Regions from separate parts of the Mus musculus genome. Here all the other regions are linked to region 2. Evidence: chromatin contacts called from public HiChIP or PLAC-seq and promoter capture Hi-C data. All regions are on one chromosome and are shown on one strand. The core of a region is the stretch at or near the end of the contact, and the rest is flanking DNA. Distances in the headings are between cores, read along the strand shown.

What was found. Promoter capture Hi-C pulls out the DNA fragments that hold promoters and counts their contacts. HiChIP or PLAC-seq counts read pairs in DNA pulled down with a chosen protein or histone mark.
Region 1: a contact with region 2 is called in a promoter capture Hi-C map of liver, with 4 times the contacts expected there. The contact joins the enhancer-like site here to the promoter of Uba3 in region 2. A contact is called at or near these places in 5 of 39 promoter capture datasets (the 3T3-L1 cell line, frontonasal cranial neural crest, hippocampal neurons and 2 more).
Region 3: an H3K27ac HiChIP or PLAC-seq map of extraembryonic endoderm stem cells shows a contact between it and region 2, with 6 times the contacts expected there. The contact joins the enhancer-like site here to the promoter of Uba3 in region 2. A contact is called at or near these places in 7 of 39 promoter capture datasets (the 3T3-L1 cell line, 3T3-L1-derived adipocytes, the HPC-7 cell line and 3 more) and 2 of 115 datasets of contacts at active chromatin or transcription factors (extraembryonic endoderm stem cells and pro-B cells).

Annotation. Positions count from the first base shown.
Region 1 is chr6:95,650,535-95,654,236 of GRCm38.p6, forward strand. The region is part of intron 2 of Suclg2 (succinate-Coenzyme A ligase, GDP-forming, beta subunit); the gene reads right to left. Among named protein-coding and RNA genes, the nearest start is that of Suclg2, 66 kb to the right of the region's middle. Within about 2 kb of position 1,642, at least 36 of the 459 cell types and tissues checked have an H3K27ac peak or open chromatin away from gene starts, as enhancers often do. A contact at or near this core is called in liver, where this site is marked.
Region 2 is chr6:97,204,327-97,208,346 of GRCm38.p6, forward strand. Uba3 (ubiquitin-like modifier activating enzyme 3) reads right to left here and starts at 1,321. Exons shown (of 18, transcript NM_011666.3): 1 at 1,207-1,321; 2 at 980-1,021. The coding sequence starts at 1,226.
Region 3 is chr6:95,622,792-95,627,009 of GRCm38.p6, forward strand. All of the region lies in intron 2 of Suclg2 (succinate-Coenzyme A ligase, GDP-forming, beta subunit), which reads right to left. Among named protein-coding and RNA genes, the nearest start is that of Suclg2, 94 kb to the right of the region's middle. Within about 2 kb of position 1,625, at least 2 of the 459 cell types and tissues checked have an H3K27ac peak or open chromatin away from gene starts, as enhancers often do. A contact at or near this core is called in extraembryonic endoderm stem cells, where this site is marked.

The DNA of each region.
Region 1 (3,702 bases), core at 392-2,891, 1.6 Mb before region 2:
AAAGCATGTTCACACCGTTTCTAAGGAGACTGAACCGAAGCTCCAAGTACAGTCAGTCCCCTCGGCCTGCCTCCCAGAGCCTGCCTGAGGCCCTGGAGGCCCTGACTCCACAGCTCTCCTGTTGCTTCTGTTCAGGGACACAAGACAGTTACTGAAAGGATAACCCTGCCCTGAGGTCTTCCAAGGAGAAGCCCATTCATATTTGAAGAACCAGAAAAAAGAGAAAGAACATTTTAGAAGAGAGCGATTTCTCTGCTAAAATACATATAATGGGAAATGTCATTAAAGGCTGATGAATGGAATTATTTCCAGGAATACAGTTAGGCCAACTATTAATGTCAACTCAGATACTCTTAGGAACCCGTGCATAGCTTGCATAGGTGGTAACTTCCTGCAGCACAACACTGCTATGGTGAACCTCCATGTCCAGGACCTATGTTGAGTGCTTTTCATCTGGACAAGCCAGGCTTACTAGCACCAACCAGAAGGTAACTCTGTGGGATGTGGATGTAGATCCTTCATTACAAGGCTGGCCTAGCAGTAGTCAGAGCCCAAGTGCAAGACTAAGCTACACAAAGGGGTAGAGGAAAGGAGGGAAGGGCGTCAAAAGAAAAGGTGCTCCACATGAAATAATCACATGTACACGTACACACACACACACACACACACACACACACATATACACACAGAGGCACTCGCAACAAAATAAAAAAGACAAAAACAAAACAACACCACTAACAAACAAAAAAAAACAGTATTAGGAAGCTCACGTACTCATCAAGGCCAGAGAATCAGGTTCAGAAATGGTAAAAGCACCAAAGAGGCCACTGGCAGGCAGAAAGACATTAGACTCAGCCCAAGAACTTTCATTCTGGCACCAGCACTGCTAGCTCTGGAAAGCAGACCTTCTTGAACTTCAGGGGAACACACACCCAGGGGACTCAAATTATATCATTGCATTGCTGATCCTGAGACTCATGAGAGGCTGCTAAAATGAGTATTTACTTCACAGAGATCAAAGCTAGCCTTGACTGTCACTGTAAGACAAAGATCCGCTCAGTACAAAGGAAGACCTCAACCGCGCATGGCAAAGCCTCAATAGTTCCGGAGGCTGCTGTGTTTAACTGTCTCAGGATCAACAGCAGCTGCCACTCAGTGTCAGTGGGGAGCAGCTCCCTTAAGACAGGAAGTACAATTCCTTAATGGCGAGTAATTTGCCAGGCTTCAGGATGTAATTATATAAAACAGAGTTAAGTTCTTATATTGATGAATGGAAACATGCTCTAGCTGAAAGCAGCCCAAGCTAGCCGATACCAGTGAGAGCTCCCATCTGCATCTCAGATGGATGTCGCTAGCTCAGAGAAGATTAATTTCTCCATTTAATTCTCCTTCCTGAGTTTAAAAAAAAAAAAAAAAAAAAAAAAAACTGGAGGTTTTCATATATACTTTTTCCTGCTTAATGAAATGCCAAGAGCCTCAGTCAATGTGAAGACAATAAGGAACAAATTGTAGAGATTCTGAAGATTGAGTGGCAGTGCCCCATGTTTTATCTGTGTTTATATCACAGCACTTCTGAGTTATACCAACATCCTCCGTGCAGCTTAGAGAACTAAAGGGCAGTGTACACACCAGTCCTGTGCACAGTGGGTTTGCTCTCACCACCTCTGAATTCCATAGTCCAAATGAAAAGAAAGCACGCATTGATATGCCTTATTAAGGCTCCTAGAGATATTTATTGTGTGTGTGTGTGTGTGTGTGTGTGTGTGTGTGTGTGCACGCACGCAATCAGTTCTCTACTTCTAGCATTGGTCCCAGGAATCAAAGTCAGGTGGATGAGGCGTGGATGCAGCTGTAGCCGCTGGGCCATCTCTCCAGCCCAATCGGTCCTTCTTTAGAGCATACTCAGATGCTCTTGTAAACTTCTGCATAAGTGAACTGCTCATATGGTAAAAGCTTAATTTACCAAGCCAAACTTATTCTCTTCAGTTAGGCATAAACCTGTTTTCAATGCAAGGCAATGAGGATCTTGTTCAAAATCTTATAACTATAAATTGTATTCCAGAAACAATAGTTTAGCATTGACCACTTTAACAAATGTTCAAGTTTAACAAGCTTCTACAACCAGACAGCAAAATGTTCTGTTGCCCAAAGAGAAACAACAAAATGAATCATTAATATCCACAAATTACAGGTCTTATAAACTGCATCTAAGATCCTTCTATATCAAGTTTTAATACAACCTTCTAATTTTATTAATACGCATTTTCCATCTTAAACATGCTGACGCACACAAACCATCTCCCTAGAGCATCACCAAGAGTCAGCCATGAGGAAAAGGCATGAGGGGCAGTATCTAATCTAACAGAGCTGGGGGCAAATCCCGTCTATGTTGATTATTAACTTCACAATGTTGACAAGTGTTTTAACCTTACATTGCCTGCTTCTCTGTCAATAAAGTAAAAATGCTAAGCTAATTATTGACAAGATTTGGTAACTGACTAAATACAAAAGAGGACCACAGAAGATGTGGAGCAATGAGAACGTTTGGGAGCTGAGAGGTAGCATTCTGTTTGGTCCAAGAGAGTTACAAACATGGCAGATCCAGACGACCGGGTATATGGGTTCAGATACCATGAAAGAAAGAGATGTAGGAAGGGGGATGCAGGGACTACACTGGAACATAGGTATACCTAATATCAAGGCACATTTTCAAAAACTTTAATAATATATCATTTTACTTCAAAATGTCCATTGTAGCTAAAATATAAAGTAGTACCCATAGGTTCATGAAGACCACAACTGGTGGGGCCATTTTGAAAAGTTGTAAATCTTGAGGAGTCAAAACCTGAGAAGGCAAAGTAGACCTCTTAAGGTTTTATAGCCCAGCCTCTCTCTCTCTCTCATTCATATATAAAATCTCAGCACCATCAGGAAGACATACATCTTCACAGCTTTAATCTTACCCTCAAACATATTTGGTAAGAGTGTTCTTGTGGCTCCTGTCACTCTGCAGTGGTGAGAACAGGAGCACTGTGGAGTTCGGCCAGATTCTTTTCCTTGGCTGTCTGTAGACAATCCCAGTGACAATGACACAGACACCTCCTTTCACACTCACTATCAGTTTGTTCCATTTTAAACCTACAATTTCAGCATCTCCTTTTAAATGTCATCAATTTCCTCTCGGATCAACAGAATCCAACATCAGAAACTAGATGCTCCCTCAGTCTAGAGCAACTACTCTCTGAGTGTGAACCTGCCCGCTTGCTTGTCTGCTTGCTCACTGAATGAGCTGCTCTCTGAGTGTGAACCTGCCTGCTTGCTTGTCTGCTTGCTCACTGAATGAGCTGCTGCCTCAACACCAGGACTCTGCCTCGGCCTTGAAAAATGGGCCAAGGAAAAGCTAAGACCAACTTCACTTTACTTTTTTGTTCTCATTTTCAAACCCCTAAAACAAAACTTGTCCCTTTTGGATAAGTCTAGGGAATCATCCTTTACTGGGTTACAGAGCACAGTAGGGTGCTTCTCCAAGACTAGCAGGAAAAAACTGAGCCCTAAGGCTGTAGGTACATTCAAATCCTTCTAGTGTCCAGAACTACACTGTCCCAGATAGCCCAGCTGACACAGTATCTGCTGAACGTCTGACGTGAGACTCATGTGAAATGAGCGTGTTATAGTATAAGATAAGAACAAGATTTGTGAGAC
Region 2 (4,020 bases), core at 71-2,570:
TGATAACTTTCCTGTAACCCCAAAGTTTCTACCTTCAAATATATTAGTGATTTCAATTGTTTACAAAAGGGACTAACATACATTGCATAGCTGATGTTCTGATGCAATGCTGGGTCTCACGCCATAACCAAGCACACTCTAGCTTTGAGAAGATTCCTTAACTGTCAGAAACTTCAGCTGTAGACTGCAACTACTTCTGATGGTCATGAGGTAAAGAGATCATCAGGTATTGAACTTAGGGGCTGCTCTTGGCAGACAGCAAGCGCTCAAACTTTGTTATTTCGTGCTGAGTTGGGAATTAAGCGGTGAGAAAGGGTGAGCCCTTGCATTTGAAATTCACCCATAGGGAGGGGCATGGAAAAGACCAAAGTACTACTGAGAGCTGACACAGAAATTATGAATCACCACACCCAATACACGAGTATTTTTTCCCCCTTCCCACGGAGGGCGGGGAGAGGAATCACGTAGGATTGGCCATATGAAAAGAATTTTAAAGTCTGCGGCATCAAAAAAAACTAAGTATTTAATACAGGTTGTGTGGTAAATGAGAGAGCAAGTGAGTTGCCGTGTCCTTTAAGACCCAATTACCTTGCAAAAATGACAAGTTTTAACACAATTCCTGATTCACGGAGTGTTCATAAAAAGTTTATGTGTACTATTGTCTCAGTGTTCATCAAGGACCCAAAACAGGCCTCGTGTCCATTTAGATTTAGATTGGATTCACTTGCCACAAGGTCACAGCTCTGACAATTTGGGTTGGAGGAAGAGGGGAGTACCGGGTGGCTTTTGCAGGAGCATAGCCAGGGAGCAGCCGGCCGGTGGCTCGAGCTGGGGACGGGGTCAGGGGTGAGGACGCGCGGCCTGCTCCAGGTGACCCCCTCCCAGCACCCTCGGGCCCGCTGCGGCTGGTCCCCTAGGCCTGGGATTAGGGGGAGGCGGGGGTCTCCGGAGAGGACCCCGGCCTCCCAGCAGCACTAACTTCTCAGCCAGCAGCTCCTCTATTCTCCTTCTTTTCTTCTCCCTAAAAGAAAGAGAGAATAAAAGAAGGGTCAGCATCAAGCTCCAAAGAGGGCGCCGCAAGGGTATGGGGGGCGAGGGGACGGGGAAGGGGTTGGGGGACCCCCGGCTGGCAGCGGTGACTGCCCACCGCCGCGCTCTCTCACAACCCAGCCCAACTCGGCGCTCCGGCAAAATCCCGATACTTACGGCTCCTCGCCATCCGCCATATTGTTCCCCGCCTCTTCCCAGAGGCCCTCGCGCCGAGCGGGTCCGCCCGGGAGGGGCGGGACTGCAGGTGAATGGAAGGAGGGAGAGCCGAGCCAGGGAGGAGGGGAGGAGCTTCAGGTAAGAAAGTGAGGGGGCGCGGCGGGGCGGGGCTTCAAACGGAGAGGCGGAGCTGGGGTTTGGGTTCCGAGGCTTTAGGAGGGAAAAACTGAGCAGGCGCGGAGGGGCGGGGTCCAGTGCTTTGAGACTGGGCTATTAGAAGGAGGAGCGAAGGCGGAGCCAGTACTAGAGGCGCGGCTTCAGGGGACGAGAGGGAGGGGCGGGAGCGTCTGGGAAAGCTAGTTGAACAGCGGGAAGCAGTGGCTAAATAGGCTGCTTAGGTCCCCTTAGGCTTTGCAAGCATTTCCCAGTGTATTTAAAATCTTTGATTAATTGTGCCTACTTAATATTATACCATCTATAATGTTGCTATGCCACATGAACTTAGATATGTTACTTATTTATACACTTATACGTTGACACATAATTGCATAAAATGTTCATATATTCTATTTAAAAACTAAAATAGCCACCCCAATATGCCAGTGCTTTTCTCCGGGAAAATTGGTGAAAGAAATTTCCGTTTTCCATATATCAGGAAGATTCAAAACCCTTGCTTTTATGGGCATGAAGTTTAAAGCATTAAATAGACATAGGGTGAAGAGTCTTATTTTCTTTGTGACACTTCAGTGTCACACCAGTCTGTCAGAAAACTAATCTGTTATACATATATACATCAAGATATATATTAGATAAATAAATGAATGATAGATAAGATAGATGATTAGGTATGAAAAGTATAGAGATTTATTTATAACCTGTCACTTGAAAGTGTTAATAAATGAATGAATTTTTGACTCTATTCTTCACAGTCATATATTGTATGTAAATGACTGATTCTGGTAGACAAGAAAGGAAAGAATAATTGTGTTAAACATATCACTTTTAGTAAAGTGAGATAAAAAAATTTAATATGTAAGTCTGAACTGAATTTAAACCCTTACTACTCAGCTATTAACTGTGAGCCCTTGGGTATTTCCAGATCCTCATTTGTAAAATGAGAATAACAACATTCACGATTTTAAGATTGAAAATTAAGTGAATTTTTAAGTGGCTCTCAAATATGGTTTTTGATTGGAATTACTTGAAGGTTACAAATGCCAGGTTTGAGTTTTATCACAAGAGGTGGTTTGTGGACACACTGTTTGAAAACCAGTGAAGTGCCCTGATATAGCTTCTAGGGTGCTCATTAAAGGGGGACGGGGGGGCTGCTACTACTCACTTGAGGCATGCAATCTACTTTGTCCTGCTCTCATTGAACCTTAAGGAAGGCTCATCTGTTACGATCCCCCAGCTACTTTCATCAATAGCACACATTGAGCTAAAAATTCAGTCATAACCAGACAGTGAGAAGAGGAAACTGAGCCTTAGAAATAGAACAAAAATAGCAGAAGAAGGAGAAGAAGAAGAAGAAGAAGAAGAAGAAGAAGAAGAAGAAGAAGAAGAAGAAGAAGAAGAAGAAGAAAGCCTGCAGGGAACCCAGGTTTAATTCCCAGCACCCACACAGTGGCCTTCAACTCGCTGGCACCCAGCACACAAGTGGTGCAAATGTACATGCAGACAACACACCCAAAAGAAGTTCACAAAGATGTCAGTCCTGCATCTGTGTGTCACCATGACTCACCACTTTGACAGCTGACAGCAGACATCGTGAGATCTGCCTAACTGATTAGAAAGAGCCACCTCCTTTTGTTAATAATGACAGTAGTAGTGGCAAGTGGCCGAAATCCTCAGTAGATTTATTTTCTTTACAGTGAAGCACATCATCAAGTATTAGACATCAAGTATTAGACAGACATCCTCCATAGTCTATGGCCAGGCCGAGGAGTTATCAGGATGGTGCTTGCTAAAGCTTAAGTTCCTGTGGAAAAGCCTCAAGAGACTGATTTAAAAAAAAAAAAGTTTATTTATGTGTGTGTGTGTGTGTGTGTGTGTGTGTGTGTGTTCCCACAGAAGCCAGAAAAAAAAAAGTGTCAGTCCTCTTGGAGCTGGAGTTACAGGTAGTTCTGAGCCATGTGATGTGGGTGCTGGGAATTGACCTCTGGTCCTCTGGAAGAGCAGCAAGCACTCTGAGCCACTGAGCCATCTGGTGTGAGAGACTGATGCAGTGAACATCTTTACTCCTACTCCCCCTCCCCCACCTAAAAATAGTGACATAGCTACTAGTAATAGCTCTTAAACGGAGCCTGGGGTAAAGTTGACTCAATCTGTGCTCATTCCCATTTAAAATAGTTGGAGGAAAAGGTAGAGGAATGTAGAGGGAAAAAAAAAAAAAAAAACAACAACAAATAAAACTGATCAAACAGAAACCTACCATAGTCCAACCAGAGACAGAGCACACTCACCATTTTCAGAGAGAGGGAAGGGGCTCAACCTATGAAGAGAAAACAAAACAAAACAATGACAAACACAGTCCTCTTTGGATTCTTCTCCCTTTTTATTTGTAGTAATGAGGGATGAACCTACAGCTCGGTGCATACTAGAAAAAAACCTACCCTGGAGCTATATCCATACCCATTTTCTTTTTGTTTTGAAACAGAGTCTCACTAAGTTATCCAAACAGTTCTGAATTTGCAATCCTCCTGCCTCTATCTGCCAAGGAGCTGGGGGATAGAAACTTGCTTGCACCGCTGTGTTGCGCTGTCTTTGGAGGTTTAATCAAATAAATAAAAATATATAGCCAGCTAATGTGTGTTG
Region 3 (4,218 bases), core at 375-2,874, 1.6 Mb before region 2:
TATTTTACTGAGCTTACTATCATTAAATCACAAACCAAGGGATTCTCAAAGGCGGCTCTCTAACCTGGCTTTGCTTCAACAGGTAGGAAAGGTTCTAGTTGCCTGGCAATAATCCTAGCTGAACTCTAACTACTTTCAGTGTGACACCTCAAAGATATCCAATAGGTCAAGGTGACGTTATCGCGCGCGCGCACACACACACACACATGTATATATGCTCACATACACAAACATATACACACAGACTGACAAACAGACAGACAATGATTGAGGTTTGGTCTCTTGCTTTGAATTGTAATGCTAAATAAATACTGGTCCCCAAGGCCTGACTCTTATTCACAATCTGTCTCCCCATTAGAGAATCAGATGCTGAGGAATATCTGTAAGCTGGGCTGCTAACCAGGCATGGGGGTGCCCACATGTAATCCCAGCACGTGAGAACCTAGTGAGCAGGATGAAAGTGGCAGGCCTGAACAACAAGGTAAGTTCCAGGCCAGCCCGGGCTGCGCTTGCAAAACTATCTCAAAACAAAAAACAAGAAATAGCACTATACCTGCAAATGACAAGTATGGGCTCCTTTCAGGAATGTTCCAGTTTCCGCTTTCTTGCTATAACAAATGACATGAGCAGAAGCACCTCAGGGCAGCAAAGATTTATTGGCTTACACTTCCAAATAAAAATCCATCACTGAGAGAAGTCAGGGCCGGAACTCAAGGCAAGAAACTGAAGCATAAACTATGGAGGACTGCTGCTCACTGGCTCGCTGGCTCCAGCTCAGCTTTCTTATATGCCCCAGGATCACCTGCCCAGGAACTAGGTCAAGGGACATTGAACGGGGCCTCCTACATCAACGAAGACAGTCAAGGTAATTCTCCACAGGCCAACTTCTCAATCAAGCGTTCCTCTCAGATGATGAGGCTCTATCAAGTTAACAATAAAAGCTAAGTCAAGGACTACCTAGCCGTAGTCTATAATCTCCAAGGCTTACCTACCAAGTCTGTACATTACCAGGCTATTTACTTACATCACTACCTTCACTGGGTTGAAGGGCCGCTCTCCAAAACATGTCTACCTATAGCTTGTGCACCTGACTGTACTTGGAGGATGGTCTTTGCACTAAGCTAAAGACCTCCGGGTGTGATCACACTAGACTACTAAAACTCTAATGATGTGTGTCCTCATAGGAACAAGATGGGGGTGACCTGAGACTCAGAAACAGGGATGACAAGGGCATTGAAGTAGAATAAGGTAGAAAAGACCAATTACTAAATACTGATTTGTTGATTTCTTTAGTGATTTAACTGAAGTACTGCCTACACTGTCTATTTGCCAAGCATGACTTAACTTGCTAGCTGAGACAGAAAGACCTAGAGAAACAGCAGAAACAATGGGCTTCTGCCCTTACCAACCTTCTGACTGCTATATACAGTTCTGTACATGCTTGCTTGCTTGCTTGCTTGCTTGTCCACACCCACCACCTTGTGGTTTTAGAATATAAAATGAGAATGCATACTGGACCCAGGAATGAGACCTTTCAGGAACTGTCCTGACTTGAGTCCACCAGTGGCATGTCCTCTCTTCCGATCTCATTGGAGTCAGAGTGATCTTCAGAAAGATTCCCACAATGTAACAATAGAAGCAGAGATAGGAGTTACACACCCACATAGCAAGGAACACTTTGACTGGCTGGCATCCCACAGGGGACAGAGCTCATTTTCCCCTTAAGGTTTCCAATAAAGGCCACAGCTACCAGGCATCAGTGTCAGACTTCTGGTTGCTAGAACCAACGGTGAAGGAGTTGCTACTCCACCACTGCTATGTGCAGCTCAGATTAAAGCTAATGAGTGCTATGACCAATCTGGAAACTATCGCAGAATGCCTATCTCCATTCCATAAACGTTCGCATGCCATAAATGTAAAGTTCCATTCATGAAGATATTCACACACCCCAGCTCTCCCTCCACTGCCACTTGCCCGTGGTCCAGCCCTGTATGTAATAAAGATCCCAAACCACCTATGGAACAAAGATCAACCACTCACCAACATTTCCCTGGCCCTGATACACCCTGAGACTGTCCCCTCGCCAGCAGCTCACTCCACCATCTTTCCCCACTCACTCCGAGCCTGTTATTTCTACAAACTTTCCCACTACTCGCTGACTAAAACTTATTGACCCACCCTGTACCTTCCACTTCCTGGACCTCTGCCTCCTAAAGGCTCACTGATTCTTGGTTTCCTTGTTGGAGTTTCTTGGGAGACAATGAAACTTTATCTCTCCACTACTTTGTAAAATCTGAAAAGGTTTTGTAATGATGAAATTTCACTCCTTATCATAGACTATGAACCTTTTGTTAGTGTTACCTGTAATAAAGAGCTTTAGGAGGTAACAGGTCTGGCCCAGTCACAAACATAGAAGAGACAGAGAGAGGGCAAAAACCATGACCACCAGTCCTGCACCCATGTTTTATTTCATTTTCTTTTGTTTTCAGTGACATTATACAAACTATAGCCACCAACTTCTCAAATAAAACAAAAATTGGTAGCTAGTATTAAATAAATACCTACAGATTCTCAAAGGTTACAAGTCTTAGGAAGAATGCATTCTCCAGAACAGCATAGAAATCTGCTAAAAGAAGATGAAGAACACATAAAGACATCTAGCTAAAGATGCAAGTATAAGACAGAGGCGGGAGAAAGCAAGCAGAATCACATACAAGAATGATAACACTTATTTTTTGTTTGTTTATTTATAAAAAGATGGGCAAAGAGGGAAAACAGCCAGTTAACTAAATATATACACACACACATATATACATATATATATATTCATAAATATGCATATATATACACACACACAATTATAGAAACCCACTACTTTATAAGCTTTTATAGTGCCAGAAGGTACTGTGTATGCTGATGGAGGAGAAAAATCACCAAAGATATTACACACTGGTGTACCCTGAGTACCAACCTGACAGACAAGTTGTGCCCACTGGTACAATAGTGGCACGAAGTTTATAGAGGCAAACAATCACCTTCTGATGAGATCTGAAGGTTGCTCCATAGGACAGAACTGTGGACCTGGTAAGAAGCCATGATCTAGGATCTTGGGCCCTAGAGGGAGTCTAGGTTTTGTTGTTGTTTTTTGAACTGGGCATATTGGCAAACTGCCTTCTACATAGCCCTATAGATTAGTGCTGCTCTCAACCTTGGTCAGAGAAGCTTCTTTCTGCAATGGGTAAGAGACAGCATGATGACTCCTAAGTAGTCAAACTGCTGAGAGTAAGTTACTGCTATATGCTGCTATATGCTCACCCACAAAAGGTACATCTATGTCAAATCACTCCCCAGGGCTCAGGGACCATCTCAAATGAGGGAGAGGAAAGAATAGAAAAGCTACAGATAGGGAAGAATATAAAATGTTGTTTTCTAAATACGACATGACCATTGCTCTCATGAACTCACTGCAGCTATGGTTACTCACACAAGATCAACATATCACAATCAGGCAGCACTAACTGACTTCAGGAGGTTGAAAAAGAGGAGGAGGAGGTGAAGGGAAGAAGGAAGGAGGAAAGGAAAGGAAAGGAAAGGAAAGGAAAGGAAAGGGTAATACATGAAGAAGAAAATATGACAGGGGTCTTGCTTAGAGGTGTCGTGGGGAACTGAGAAGGGGCAATGAGAGGTAGTAAGGAAAGAAAGGACACACTATGTACGTTTATGAAATTACCAAACAATCTACAAAACATAGTAAATAATAGCAAAAAAGCCACTGGGAAATGCCCATACAAAGGAATTGGGGATATTAATAAGCAAAAGAAATTGAAACTTCTTCCACTAAAAGTGTTATTGGGCTTTTAATTGTTTATAGCAGCACACGGATTGCTTTGGGTAATAGGTACAATCCAAAGGAAGCTGCCCAAGTCCTTAGGCTGGTTACAGAGTGGACTTAGAGGTAAAAGAAGAGTTCAAATAAAGCAATAAGCTGGCTCTTAAAGAATGCAAACTCAATAATGGGGCTGGAGCGCAGCTCAGTAATCAAGTGTATGCTGAGCGCGTGTATGGCTTCGTCCTCAGCTCCAAATAAACAGTAGCTTAAAAAATTCTCTAAAACTGTAAGCAGTGGCTCTCAACCTTTCTAATGCTGCAACCCTTTAATACAGCTCCTGAGGCTGTGGTGAGCCAACCATAGGATTATTTTTGTTACTACCTTATAAC